Regions from separate parts of the Ovis aries genome. Here region 2 is linked to region 1. Evidence: chromatin contacts called from public Hi-C data. All regions are on one chromosome and are shown on one strand. Each heading gives the region's core, a stretch centred on a gene start, on an enhancer-like site or on the middle of the called end of the contact. The rest is flanking DNA. Distances are from core to core; before and after follow the strand shown. Region 1 has its middle 7.7 kb from the start of CAMK2N1. Region 2 has its middle 17 kb from the start of PLA2G2C.

Region 1 (7,456 bases), core at 2,640-5,139:
CCCGCGTTGCCTCCAGCCTTCTCACCTTGGTGACTGGAACCTGGTGCCACCAGTTCCCCACCCACCTTGAAAGGCTGGGCCTCTGCCGCCCCCCCCCCGCCCCCCGCGCATATGTACAAACACACACACGAACATAAGCACAGGGTGAATAAAAGCCTGGTAGCCTACTATGTGGAGAAGGCAATGGCACCCCACTCCAGTGCTCTTGCCTGGAGGATCCCGTGGACGGAGGAGCCTGGTGGGCTACAGTCCACGGGGTCGGGAAGAGTCGGACACGACTGAGCGACTTCACTTTCACTTTTCACTTTCATGCACTGGAGAAGGAAATGGCAACCCACTCCAGTGCTCTTGCCTGGAGAACCCCAGGGACGGGGGAGCCTGGTGGGCTGCCATCTATGGAGTCTCTCAGAGTCTGACACGACTGAAGCGACGTAGCAGCAGCAGCAGCCTACTGGGGGTGGCTCAGACCTAGACTCAAGCAACAACCCAGGAAGAGCTGACTCACCTTTCCTTCATTCAGCAAATACCTGCAGAGGACTTTCGTGACAGCCACAGTTCTTCCCTGCAAAAACTCAGAGGAGTGGCTTCTTCGCTTTGCCTTATTTAATCACCAAGACCCTTTCTTCAGATAAAATCTTACAGGAAACCTCAGTAAATACAAAGTAGATAAAGGGCAAGCTGCTGGGGAGCTAGGGGCTCAGGACCCCACCTTTTAGGTGGGATCCTCCCCAGAGGGTCTCCAAAGAGTGCCCAGAGTTCTAGAAAGCTCTGCACGAAACTGCCTCTAGAGTTCGTCTGGTCCCACCACCTCCATCACAGGCGGGGGAGTGGGGGCCCACGGTGGGGACTGGACTCCTGCCCTGGGTCTCACACCCCTGCACATCACTGCAGCTCAGAACGGTATCTGGAGGGGACCTCCGGCCACACACACAATCAGTCACAAAATAAGAGGGTTCTTTGCAACAACAAAGTCTGCTGTGTTCCTTTAGAATAAAAAGATCAGAGGGCAATTTTTAAAAAGATTTTATTATACCAACGACCCGGCAAAGTGAGAGTCCCACGGGCTCTTCAGAATGTCAGAAACAGTGAGGACAGGTGAGGGCAGCCAAAGAGCCCAGTTTCACCAGGAGATGGTGGGTGTGGGGTGAGGGGTGGATCACTGGTGCCCTGCCTGCACTCTCCCTGCTCAGCCACTGCACACCCTCACGCAGAGGGTGGGAGGGACGGGGGGGAGGGGGTGGGGGGGGGGGGGGGGGGGGGGGGGGGGGGGGGGGGGGGGGGGGGGGGGGGGGGGGTCCTCGGACCTCTGAGAGACCAGCCCAGAACCAGCAGGCGGGAGTCGCTGGGGCTCCGCGTCACCCTGGGGGACAGTTGCCTCGCTCAGGCCCAGGCCAGGAGGAGAGCTGTGGCCGTGTCTGCGTGACCCTGAGCGTTGCAGACAAGCCCAGGGATGACCGTAGCCTAGCGGACAGACGGTGGGGATTCAGGAGGCTGGCATCCGTGGTCTGGCTTCAGCACCTGGGCTCTGAATATCTAACCAGGCTCCTGAGAGGCCTGAAGTCTGACTCAAGAACCCCTGACCTCATCAGTGGATGAGCTGAGTAAACCATGACCACTAACGGGGACTAAGGAGGAGCTGACCCCATTGCGTTCAGAAAGGGTAGGCCCCTGACCACAACTCCATCTCTGGGAAGAGCTTCCCACACCCCGGGAACACATATCCACACTCAGTAACCACACAAGAAGTTGAGTGAGGAGCCCAAAGCAGTACACCCGGTCCTGGAGAGGCGGCAGGTCTGAGTCCGGGCCAGCCTCTCAAACGTTGGGTGATACTGCCTCCCTGTGGACACCTGGGAGTCAGGCAACCCAGGAAAAGCCTCTTCTAGTCTCACTTCGTCCCACCCACGACCGACCGAGGGGATAGAGGTTATGGTCCAAACCTCTTGCACACGGAGGTCAGCCCTGTGGGGGGTCAGCTCCGGGAAGAACCGTGTGACCGTGGCCTCTGAGCCCAGACTCCCAGCAAGGGCACAGGCCGCTCTGGCCTCTCGGGTCCCACACGGTTACTCGGGCACGTCCCCATCCAGCAGATGCAAGGTCGTTTGGTGTCCATGACAATCTGGAAGGTCGGCAGGACAGACAGGGATCTTGGTCCACTGCACAGTGGGAAGGAGTCAGCCCCAAACGAGGAAGGTGAGCTGCCCAGCTGGAACCAGAGCCTGGGCCGAGAGCCCAGGCCTCCCAACAACCAGCTCAGAGCTCTGTCCGCTGGACCTGGTGATGAGCAAGTGAAATGAGGGGAAATCAGCAGCTCAGCCCCAGCTCCACCCCTTCTTACCTGCACAGCCTTCCAGCGGTCACTTTGCTGTCTGAGCCAGATTTCCTCTCAGTGGTACAGTGGGGGTAACCAGATAAGCCTCAAGGGGATACTGAGGATCAGGTGAGGTGCTGACTGGGTCTCTAGGAGGAGACCTAGCAGGACAGCTGGCCAGCAGTCAGCTCCACGCGGTAAGTCCCACCACCTGGAGCCCTCCAGGGCCTGCGAGGGTGGAGAGAAGGGCTTTCTCTTCCTAGGAACTCCTTGGGTAGGAGGAAGGGCAGCAGCTGGAGAAGCCAGGGCCTGGACACAGAGGCCCTCCCTACCCTGCCCTGCCAGACCCTGGGCATCCAGAAGAGGAGAGACGGGTCTGGGAGGGGAGGTGCCTGGTGCAGGTGAGAAAGATGCGAACAGAGACAGACTCACAGAAGCAGATGGAATCCAACAGAAGCAGAGAGACTAAAAAAGCCCAGAGAGGAAGACAGATCCACGGGAAGAGGAAGAAACTCGTTCACACACTCAAAGACAAGAGGCAACAGGGTAGACGAGAGGCGGGCCTGTCAAGCACAGTCGCTGACAGTTCTATCTCTTTGCAGAGGAGGAGACAGAGAAACTTGATACCTAGGCAAGAGGGCAGAAGGCAGAGACAGGACAGAGGAGAGGATGGCAAGGGAGCAGGCCAGGCTGGGAGAAGCAGGATTTCTCCACTGAGAAAAAGCTTCTGGGGAGAAAAATCAAAATCTATGCCATGCAAATTTTTTCAGCATCCCTTACCAGTGTGAAGTCATCTGGGTATTTTAAGAACATGTGATGCATTATGCACGTCTTATTTTTTTGTTGAAAGAAATCATGGTTAGTATATTTAAAGATGTGAATGCCGGGAAAATTATAGGGAGGGAAATGTGGGGTTTTTTCCCCCCTGAATTTTCTGGGATTCTCAGTATTTTCACATCTGCACCCGGCTTCCCGGTGTGTTGGGCAGACAAAGGAACTAGAGAGAACATTCCTGCTCGTCCCCTTCCCAGCCTGTGCCCAGCTGCGTCTGGTGTCAGCAGCCCCAGGTCCTTCTCAGGCTCTGTCCTCAGGCCTCTTCTCCAGCCCCCAGGAAAAGGGAAACTTGAACCCGCCTTTGGAAGCGCCACCTCAGCGTCGCCTGCAAGGCCGCTGGCAGCCGCAACCATAGGAGCACAGCGCCACCTGGGGGCCATGGTGGAAATCAAAGCAAGAGAGGAATCCCATCACAAGCCCTGGGGCAGCGAAGGGCAGGAAGAAATGCATATTATGCGCCAACGTACCGCAAACACGAATGAAGCCCCATCTGATGAAACATCTTAAATACTAGGGAAGGCCGTCGGGGGGTGGGAGGCCTGACGTTATGGCCATGTGGACATTTATATTGGTGTGTACCCCTGTCTCCAGCCTGGAGACCATTCAGGTTCAAGATACAAGGTGTCTGGTGCGCTAGGTGCTTAATAAGACTTCAGCTGAGGCCCTCCAGGGTCACAGCCCAATCCAAGAGGACTCTGGAGTTGAGTCACCGAAGGTGAGGCCACGGCTCCGGCGGGAGCAAAGGGTAAATGTCAAGAGCAGAGGGCCCTCCCCCAGGCCGGGGCAGCTCCTGGGACCGGTGCCAGTGTCCCTGGCTTGGCCCCATGTGACCCACGCTTGCAGAAGGGAAATGCCAGGTCCCTCGGCTGGCATCTGAAAGACAATAAGGCAGCAGCTGCGAGCGAAATGACTAATGAGCACTCTGGGGAGCAATTCAGGACACTGCACACGGAAACTTATCTCATTCAAAATTGATCAGCTATCACTCTCTAATTAGGGAGAAAATGTGCTGATCTCCCCGGCTTTCCGGGAACGTGGTCCTGGGGCTGCGGCAGGCAGCTCTGCTGAAGAGGGCCCTCAGGCCTCAGACAGCAGCCCTGAGAAGGGCTTTGAAACTGTCACCCTGCAGCCTCGCTCATCCACTTGCTGTGTCCCAGACAGGCCAAATAGCAGAACTGGATGGAGCCTTGGAGAGCTAATCCAGCCTGCTCCTTTTACAGACACAGCTGAAGCTCAGAGAGGTTACACCACTCCATCGAGATCACACAGCAACAGAACCCGAGAGGAAGTCAGCTCCCAGCCCAGACCATTTGCCACCAGGCAGTGATGCCGGCCCGACTTCTCCTGTGTGGAGCCCCGGAAGCTCTGGGCAGCTCATCGTACATGGTGTTCTCACGTAATGCATTGCAGCTCCAGGCACTGAGAGGCCCCTGCCCTTGTTCTTTACAATCAGGCCATTACCCTCACCTCTGGTCCAAAAACCAACTCCCACAGGCAGCTTTCCAGGATTATGGGCCCACATCCATCATCTCATTCACCAGTTTACTCATTCATTCCATGTACATTCAGCAGTTAAGAGCTGGGGTTCTGAAGTCAAAGTGCCTGGGCTTAAATCCTGTCTTTCCTGGGTGCTTGAGTGAGACACTTGACCTCTCTGAGCCTTGATTTCCTTTTGTTTAAAGTAAGAATAATACAAACACATAGCTCACAGTGAAGATGAAGTGACATTAATCATGTCCATTCCTTTGCAGGCCCTTAGCAAAGAGTAAGCCCTAATGTGAGCTCTAATTAGTGTAGAGTGACAGCCTAAAAAAATGGTGCTGGAGCAGAAATAAGACACAGTTCCTGCCCAAGCGTGGGCAAGATGGCTCAGAGAAAGAACAGGGGACTGGATAATGGACTTCAGAGGAAGGGCACCTAACTCCACCTAAGTGGGGAGGGTCAGGGGAGGTTTTCTGAAGGGAAAACCTAAGGCTGAGTTTTAAAGGGTGAGGAGGTGAAGAAAGCAAGCACCTAACACAGCAAGGTGAAGAAAGGACCAGAATGCCAGGGGCAAGACTCAGCAATAGCAGAGGCCAGGAGGCAGGAACAGCAAGCGCGCTTAATGACGCTCAGAGGCTCGGTGTGGCTGGAGCCACAGGTGAGAGACAGACGGACGGGGAAAGGCCTGGAGGGACGGCCAGGGGCTGGCTCACACACCTCCATGTGCCTTAGAGGACCCAGAGCTTAAGCCTGGAGGAGACAGGGAGCCTGGGGACCTTCCAGGCTCTGCTTCTCCTCAAGCAGAGAAGGCACGTGGTCAGACTGGTGTTTCTAATAGATCATTCTCAGCTCTGTGGGATGGATGTTCTCTGCTTGGCTCCCCTTCAGCAAAGATACCCTACCCTTGGTGGCTTTATTTTGAACTGTCAGGGCATCTGCTCTAACCAGGCCAATCTCAAAGGCCCTGCCAGCTACATTCTGTGAACCAAAAATGCTCCAACAGCCATCACCCATCCATCTGTAGGGCTTATTCATTTTCAAACAATCAGGCCACTTTAAAAGACAACGCTGAGTGCTTTGAGGGCAGAAACTGCGCCATATTCATTTCTGAATTCCCAGGCACAGAATACATATTTAGCTGATGTTTGGGGGATGAATAAATGCCCACCAAGGATACCAAAACTTGAGAGCTCTTCCTCTGAGCAGCCCCAAGGCCCTTCGTGCTCATCCACATCAGATCTGTCCACATCCAGGCTAGGACCAGGGTTGCAAACGGTGTCAGAGTTCACCCTAGTTTGTCATGATGCTTGCTGTTTGAATTTTCCATCGTAATTCTGAATGAACTAGGATTTCGAGGACCTGCCTTCTGGCTCCTCCTCCATCAGGATAAGCCTCAAACTGCTCTCTGTAAAACCAGGGGTGACTGGTGATTCTCAGGGTGCTAACAGGCTTCAAAAACACTGTGCGTAACATTCACTTCTCTCTTGGACAGTTTTCCTTCTTAGCCTGTCAGGTTCAATGCGATTTAAAGGGAAAGGGCTTTATGCTCAGACTTTGATAGCTTTGAGCAAATCACATAAGCTGCAAAAAGGGGTGATATAGCCTCCACTTCCAGTTCACTCTAAATCTAAAAAACACACCTGATACCAGGAGAGCCCAACACTACCAGGTTGGTGATGATGTGTGGCCATCAGTAAACTGTAACCCCACCAGGAAGTTCTCATTGGTACAACGGGGTGAACAATGCTCACTTTGTTGGACTGTGAGCATCTACCCGTATCAAGTACCTCGCAAAGAATTTCAAAACACCAGGAGCAATTATTCAAGACCATCCTGGCTGAATGCTGTCTGGGGCGGATTCAAGTGGCTGAGCCTAAGGGTTGAATTGAAATTCACCACAATCCCATGGTTAGTCCCCCACCACCAGCTTGCATGGACTTCCTTGATAGCTCAGTTGGTAAAGAATCTGCCTGCAATGCAGGAGAGCCCAGTTCAATTTCTGGGTCAGGAAGATCATCTAGAGAAGGGATAGGTTACCCACTCCCATATTCTTGGGCTTCCCTGGTGGCTCAACTGGTAAAGAATCCGCTGCAATGCAGGAGACCTGGGTTTGATCCCTGGGTTGGGAAGATCCCCTGGCGAAGGGAAAGTCTACTCACTCCAGGATTCTGGCCTGGAGAATTCCATGGACTGTATAGCCCATGGGGTCACAAAGAGTCGGACACCACTCAGCGACCTTCACGTTCACTCTTTCACCGGCTTCCATCCCACAGATCAGTCTAAGCCCCTTCAAGCCTGCTGGAAAGGAGCTCCTTAAACCAAAGGCGGGGACTTGCGTGGGTGACGGAGAGCATGGGGCAGTCTCAGCCCAGCCAGGCTAGGACCTCGCGTGGACCTCAGGTCTGGAGTCTGGGTGCGTGTGAGCTCATGTTCCCAATCAGCTGTCACCTAGAGGCTGCTCCTGTGCCTCTCACTATGGGCACCTTAACTCCCTTGGAGGAGCCTTCGAGACAGAAGAATTGGTCTGCCCAGGGTATGAGTCGGTCTGGGGAAAAGGGCAGGCTGCCTTCTCTGCTTTTCATTCACTTGATCAGATTTACTCATGAAATCCACGCCGAGGGCTGAGCGCTTCATAGATTTAACACAAACCCTCCTCCCCCACTCACCCCTACACACGGCAGTTCACTCATCCTCATAACCTGGGCTCTCTTTCAAAGCGCCTGCTAAAGGGACACAGAACAGCAGATGCTTTTGAGATGCGCCAAGGTCAGCCCCACCAGTCCCCCTCCCATCCTGCCACCCCAGCCCAACGCATCTATATAAAGCCAG
Region 2 (7,456 bases), core at 3,636-6,135, 320 kb before region 1:
ATTTTTCTGCTTCGCTTTTTGAAGGGTTATATAACAAGGACCTAACAGTTTCACTGCGGCTTCTTTAGTTTTGAAGTTACTGATTTTTCGAATTTACTTTTGCTGAAAATAGAACCTAAAAGTTTTTAAAACATATTTTTCATGTCTTTGATTAGTCTTAACACCTTTTACCAGAGAAAGAAATGGCACCCCATTCCAGGACTCTTGCCTGGAAAATCCCATGGACGGAGGGGCCTGGTGGACTGCAGTCCATGGGGTCGCTGAGAGTCGGACACGACTGAGCGACTTCACTTCACTTTTCACTTTCGTGCATTGGAGAAGGAAAGGGCAACCCACTCCAGGGTTCTTGCCTGGAGAATCCCAGGGACGGGGGAGCCTGGTGGGCTGCCGTCTATGGGGTCGCACGGAGTCGGACACGACTGAAGCGACTTAGCAGCAGCAGCAGCAACACCTTTTACATGTCCTTCAAAATATTTTTAATATTAAAACTAAAATTCAAGGTGCAGTTAATTTGATGTCATAATCTGGGACACTATTCCCTATTCCAATACTTCCTTCCAGCCAAGGAAAGTGGGGACTGATGGGGGAGGTCTGAGAGAGAAATTTGTTCTTAATATTCATATTTGTTGATATGTGCATTTTTGGTGACAGAAACATTGTACTTTTCTATATATGGAGAGAGAGTCGTGACCTAAACTACATTCATGTTGGGTTTTTATGACTCAAATCTTGGTTGAATGCATGTCTTCTCATTGAGCCAACAGATCGGACACGTAGACACAGCGGACACGGAGCGCAGAGGTGGATCAGGCGGGTCTTTGCTCTCAGGGAATTTCCAGCCTAGTGGGAAGAGGCATGTAGATTTTTAAGAACTACATGTGGTAAGTATCATACCTGTCATTTATCTCCTTTGACTGTGGTCTGAAACCAACTAAGCACCAGAGTGGCAGAAAACATCCCTATCGATTCTGTGACTAATGGTCTTGCAAGGAGGTCTCCCTGTTCAGCTGCCCAGGAGCCTGGCCAAAAGCATGAGTGACCACCCCACCACAGTCGTCTAACTCCTTTTACTCTGGGTTTTAGAAAGAGGGTGGAGGCAGCAAAGGCCAGTGTGGGAGCGCAGGAAACCAGCTCCCATTTGCCCCCACTGCCGTCCATCCTGGAGAGGGGCCATGGAGGGGACAGTCCAGGAACTAGCCCGAAATGCTCCCGGATGCGGTCCTGGCTGGGCATGCTGGGATACGCCCCTGCCATCCTCCCCCCAATACCCCACCAGCCACGGCATCTGGCACCAGCCTGTCTAGATTCCTCAGTTCCGCCTCCAGGAAGTTCAGGGGTGAGCTCAGTGCTCAAGAGAGACCAAATCGGCCTACAGACTCAGAGGCAACCTGCCCCTGGGTGTCTGAAGAGAGGGAGGCCCAGTGCGTCCAAGAGTAAGGGGGCGTGCAGCTGGGAGAGGCTGCAGGCTCTGGGCGCGGTTCAGACCACCCCCAACGAGCCTTTGACTCAGCACAGCCACGCCACCTCCCAAGCGGCTTTGAACTCTACGGCTGCGCCCAGTAGGCAAACGGACTTTTAAAGGGGGTCCCAGCAGCCCCAGATCTTCTGGGGATGCAGCCTGGTAAGGACACTTTTAGAAGCAGCCCCAGGGAATGGTAAGGGTCCCCAGGCTGCGAGCTGCTTGGCTGGGTCATTCCAAGGTGCCTCCCAACACCTGTGGTCTCTGATTCTCTTCAGCGCCATCTCCGTGGGCCAGACCAGGGACTCAGTGACTAGCCACCGAACCTCGGCAGGGGGCTTCCTCCTCCCTCCCCCTGCAGCCTTGGACCCAGCCCTCTCTGCTGTTCTCTGTGGGGAGTGATCTCTCCGTGTTCCCCTCCCCCCAGCACTCCCATAAGGGGTAGAAAGACCACAGGATCCGACACCTAAAGTCCCCTCCTGCTGAGATGCTCACGCTCCACCCAAGCCGCCACCTTCCCGCCGCAGATGAAGACAAGTGCATCTCAAGGGACTGTGGTGAAGAATCAGATGAAGCAGCGTTTATTGAGAATGTTTTGACACCTGTAAAAATAGAGATAAATGCTCGTTTCTGTTTTAGGACGTACTCCTCTTATACTGTTGCCATTTCTCTCTTCATTTGCTCCACAGACATTTATGGAGCCGCGGCTTTGTTCCAGGGACTGGGGGACACAGAATGAAGATGTGCTCGCAGTCCTCAGGAAGCTGCCCACCCAACCCCCTCAACGCTGCACTGAGGAAGGCCAATCGATGCACAAAAAACTGTCGAATCACCGGATTAGCATGACCATCTAAGCGGCGCCTGGCACACAGTAGGCACTCAGGAAGCACTTGCGGGGGTTAATGAATGCACTGAAGGACACGATGGAATCACAGATGGAGGGTGGGGGAAGCTTCTGGAGGCTCCAAGGGCCCGGAAGGAGAGAACCAGCCAAGGGAGGAGCAATGTTCCAGAACCAGTGCACAGCTGGGCTCTCTGACTTAGAAACTGGCCCATGACTGGTGGACGTGTACACCCTGCTATATTTAAAACGGATGACCAGCAAGGTCCTACTCTATAGCACAGGCAACTCTGCTCAATGATATGTGGCAGCCTCGATGGGAGTTTAGGGGAGAGTGGATACATGGATATGAACAGCTCAGTCCTCTTGCTATTCAACTGAAACCATCACAACATTGTTAATTGGCTATACTCCGATACAAAAAAGTATGTTGAAAAGAAAACTGGCCCACAAAGCTTACATCCTGTGTTCCTCTGTGTGCTTAGCAATGGGGCTGCCCATGGTAGCTGTCAACATCTCGGAAATGAAACTGCCTTAAAAGATCTTGCCTTCGAAACAAAACACGTATTCAGCAGCAAAGGCATAGAACTGGCTCAGGTCATTGGGTCACCCAAGCCCTTCAGCCTGTTCCCAGTGACACGTCTCCATTGTGCCATCCCCCAGGAGCTTGGCGTGGCCTGCAAAATCCCTGCAGTGTGCTGGCGAGAGCTGGCAAACACAGATCAATTCCGTCCATCTGCTTTGGCCCGCATCCACGTATTTCAGAGCGCGTCCTTCATTACCTTAATCAAGATAATACATTCTTAGGGGTGAAGACAGGGAGGTTCCTGTTCTCAAAATGCTTCCCATTTTCACAAGAACAGAAGCTCAGTCTGCAGGGGAGATAGCTGCTGGATATCAGATAAGGAATCCAGTTCTTAATGACCTTTGCTCAGGTTCCTTTTGGAGAGCACATTTCTGAATGGAAACACTGGAACCGGAGACAGAGTGTGACCCTGAGGACAAGGGGGCGGGGGGAGGGGGGGGGGGGGGGGGGGGGGGCGGGGGCGGGAGCGGGCGGTGACTGCTTTTGGGGGCCCTCTATGACCTCTGCCCTTAGACACATTCAAGAAGAGAAATAGTGCCTTGGGACCAGGAGGGTTTCCACCTTCCCTGTCTGAAGGCAGAGGCTGGGCAATCTCTCAGTCGTCCTTCAGTTCTTCGGTTCTGCAGCCCGCAGGGGCTGGGTCTTTATTGCTCATAGCTGGAAATTTGGCTGAGAGTGAGAACTCCTGCCAAGCTGTAAGCATGAACAGGCTCCTTCCGGCAAAATGCTCAAAACTGAGGTTCAACTTCAACAACTACCACAGAGCCCTCTGACCCGGCCAGCTCTCCAGCCCAAATGGGCCTGCATTTCTGCACCACTTACACCTGGGGCCAGGTGAGCAAGTGAGGTGCGCAGACGGCCTGCCCGAGCTCCAGAACCTCTGGCACTTGGAAAACAAATCTTCTCTTGTTTAACCTGTGCCTAAACTGATGTTATGCCAGGAGAGGTGGTTATACGAGGGTGCTGTCCAAGTCAGATGACCTTTCCTCCTCCGGAAGGAGATCACAGAACTTGGAAATGTGCGGAGCAGACTTCATGCAGGACGATCTTACTGCACTGACCTGATCACTCTATTTCCCCTCCCCCTCCTCCAGCCACTGTTCAATCTCCATCCCACTAACCTGCTGTGTTGTTCAGTCTCTCAGTTATGTCTGACTCTGCGACCGCGTGGACTGCAGCACTCCAGGCTGCTCTGTCCATCACCAACTCCTGAAGTGTGCTCAAATTCATGTCCCAGAGTAAAGAATCCACCTGCAGTGCAGGAGACCTGGGTTCGATCCCTGGGTTGAGAAGATCCCCTGGAGAAGGAAATGGCAACCCACTCCAGTACTCTTGTCTGGGAAATCCAACGGACAGAGGAGCCTGGCGGGCTGCAGTCCACGGGGTCGCAAAGAGTTGGGCACGACTGAGCGACTAACACACTTTCACGTCCATTGCCATTCAACTATCTCATCCTCTGTCATCCCCTTCTCCTCCTGCCCTCAATCTTTCCCAGCATCACAGTCTTTCCAAGGAGGCAGCTGTTTGCATCAGGTGGCCAAAGTATTGAATCTTCAGCTTCAGCATCAGCCCTTCCAATGCATATTCAGGACTGATTTCCTTTAAGACTGACAGGTTTGATCTCTTTGCTGTTCAAGAGATTCTCAAAAGTCTCCTCCAGCACCACAATCTGAAAGCGTCAATTCTTTGGCACTCATCCTTCCATATGGTCCAACTCTCAGATCTGTACATGACTAGTGGAAAAACCATAGCTTTGACTATACAGACCTTTGTTGGCAAAGTGATTGAACTTGGGTCTCCTGCATTGAAGGCAGATTCTTTACCATCTGGGCCACCAGGAAGATCCCAACTTGCTTTTCTTTTTTTTTCTTTTACTTTCTGAAATTTTCTTATTTATGGATTTGCTTGTTAGCTGTTTTCCCAACCCCAGTATAAAGTTCACAAGGACTGGGAACTTGCCTGTTTGTACCCCTGGCACCCGCTGCCTGGCTGGTAAACATTTTGGGAAGAAGCGAACGCAAGCCCTACAGGCCAAGAGCACATGCCAGGCACACTGGGTTTGGGCTTCTTGAAAATGGCAACCTAAAGGTCCGTCATCCATGAGGCGGTGGAATCTTCAGCCTCCTGTGGTATCTTCTCTAGGCCAGGGCTGCTGCTTTACCCTCAAGCCACTGGAGGTAACCTGAAAGGTATCTAAGCTGTTGAGCAAAGTCAGTTCTTTGTGTGAGGAGGTCAGGCCACCCCGGCTCAACTCTCTGCCTCCCACCTGTGGCCAGGTCACCTGGGCAACATTTCGCCTCTCTGTGCTTCAGCTGCCAGTGTTTCTCGTTGGGGTGGTTTGTGTGCTTAGCTCCCAGGGTTGTGAGAATTGCCAGGTAACACACATGAAGCTCCTCTGGTGGCTCAGACGGTAAAGAGGCCGCCTGCAATGCAGGAGACCTGGATTGGACCCCTGGGTCAGGAAGATTCCCCGGAGGAGGGCACGGCAACCCACTCCAGTATTCCTGCCTGGAGAATCCCATGGGCAGAGGAGGCTGGCAGGCTACAGTTCATGGGGTCACAAAGAGTCAGACACGACTGAACGGCTAACACACACATTCACACAAAGCACCTAGAATTGAACGGGGCACACTGTCAACCACTCTTGTCAACAACTCTGCAAGGAACACAGATAGAAGTGCTGTGGCTGGTGCTCAAATGAGTCAGAGGCACCTGTGCAAGGCGCCTGTGCCCGATGGCACGTGGGCCTCCAAGGGCTCCCTGTCCCCCCGCCCTCCCCAGCATCTCGCCCTGGTCGGGCTTCCGGCCCTTCTCGGCCTCTGGTTACTCCACAGCGCCACCTGGTGTACTTCCTGGAAGAGCGCCTCATCCCATCCCAGACCGGTGTACACCCCACGAGGAAGTCAGCGGGCACACCAGGGCCACCTCCGCCCCTAACCCCCGGTCACAGACATGAGTGAGAGCTACAGAGCCCCTTGCCATGCAGCGTCTGAGCTTCTCCCTAAGCTGTAGAAAGAAGAGGAGAGGGGGCTGCACTTCGCCCCAGGGCATCCCACCCTCTGGCCTCAGCGTCTCCTTGTGCCACAACTGAGGACTCCCTCCCATGGGCGCCTGTGGGACCAGGGAGAATTTCTAGCTGACGCGAGGAAGCGGCAGGAGAGTGGGGCTCACTTGTTCTTAGTGTCTGCTGAGAACCCTGGTAGCCCAGCTGGTAAAGAATCCGCCTGCAATGCAGGAGACCCGGGTTGGATTCCTGGGTCAGGAAGATCCCCTGGAGCAGGGAATGGTAACCCACTCCAGCATTCTTGCCTGGAGGATCCCCATGAACAGAGGAGCCTGGCAGGCTACAGTTGGGGTCTCAGAGACCCCAACACAACTGAGCGACTAAGCACGGTACAAGAATCTCGTAGGCAGATTCTCATTGATCTTCAGGGTATTCCTCTGAGGCCAGCGTCATCTGCTCCCTTTCACAGATGGGGAAGTGGAGATCCAGAAAGGAGGTGTGACTGCCCAGCACTCGGGTGACTGATACTCAGTGACTAGGGCAGGTCATAGCAGGGAAAGGGGTGGGAGGATTGGGTGCAGCATCCAGTCTGTGTCAGCAAAGCCCAGGATGCCCTCACTCCCACCTCCAGTTGAGAACTCCTGCCGGAGTTCAGTGTGTATGTGTGTGTGTGTGTGTGTGTGTGTGTGTGTGTGTGTGTGTGTGTGTGTGCTCAGCCATGCCAGCTCTGTGTGACCCCAGGGACTGTAGCCTGCCAAGACCTTCTGTTTACGGGATTTCCCAGGCAAGACTACAGCAGTGGGTTGCCATTTCCTCCTCCAGGGGATCTTCCTAACCCAGGGATCGAACCTGTGTCTCTTATGTTCCCTGCATTGGCAGGCGGGTTCTTTAACCACTCTTTAGCTACCCGGGAAGCCACCGCAGCTCAGAGCACATTGCGGTCCTAGGTCCCAGTGATTCTCTGTGTCGTTATCTCAGAAACGATGAGACCTTTTAATGGCATTTAATATCCTCTAATCTTCCATTACACAATTCTCATGCCTAGGACAATATTTGGGGTAAACGTTTACCCTAAGTTCTCCTAAGGAGGCTGAAACGGAAAGTGTGTGACGTTTCTCAAGGCCAGGCTGCACTCTTCAGAGATACCCAAGCCCCGCACAGAAGTTGGGGGTTGGGGGGCAGGGGCTGGCCCTTGAATAACAGGAAACATCTTGGCCTTCACCAGGCAGGAGGCTCCTGGTGGTCAAGGAACCACCAGGAACGAACTTCTGCTTGAGAATGTCAGAGGAGACACGTAGATGGCGCTCACCTTGCAGCTGAGTTTTAAATGATGAAACAGGAGGTTCCAGGCAGAGAAGAGCGGGTAGGGGACAGCCTGCCAGGCAGTGGGATGGGTTTGGAGCCAGGAAGGGCCTGCCCTGCGTGAATGATGCGTGCAGAGGACCCGGGCTGTGTCTTTCTTGGGGGATGTTATGTGGGGTGATTGTCAAGGGGCCCTGACAGCCATGTGCACTTGACCACTTGACCCTTGGAGGTCAAAGGGGAGCCTGCAGAGGTTTTCAGAGA

The links. A called contact is a pair of places that touch in the nucleus more often than the background predicts.
Region 2: a contact with region 1 is called in a Hi-C map of liver, with 6 times the contacts expected there. The contact joins two enhancer-like sites. A contact is called at or near these places in 9 of 16 Hi-C or Micro-C datasets (blood, hypothalamus, liver and 3 more).

What each region holds. Positions count from the first base shown.
Region 1 is chr2:245,851,379-245,858,834 of ARS-UI_Ramb_v3.0, reverse strand. No RefSeq gene overlaps it. Among named protein-coding and RNA genes, the nearest start is that of CAMK2N1, 7.7 kb to the left of the region's middle. Within about 2 kb of position 3,889, at least 8 of the 54 cell types and tissues checked have an H3K27ac peak or open chromatin away from gene starts, as enhancers often do. A contact at or near this core is called in liver, where this site is marked.
Region 2 is chr2:246,170,455-246,177,910 of ARS-UI_Ramb_v3.0, reverse strand. No RefSeq gene overlaps it. Among named protein-coding and RNA genes, the nearest start is that of PLA2G2C, 17 kb to the left of the region's middle. Within about 2 kb of position 4,885, at least 7 of the 54 cell types and tissues checked have an H3K27ac peak or open chromatin away from gene starts, as enhancers often do. A contact at or near this core is called in liver, where this site is marked.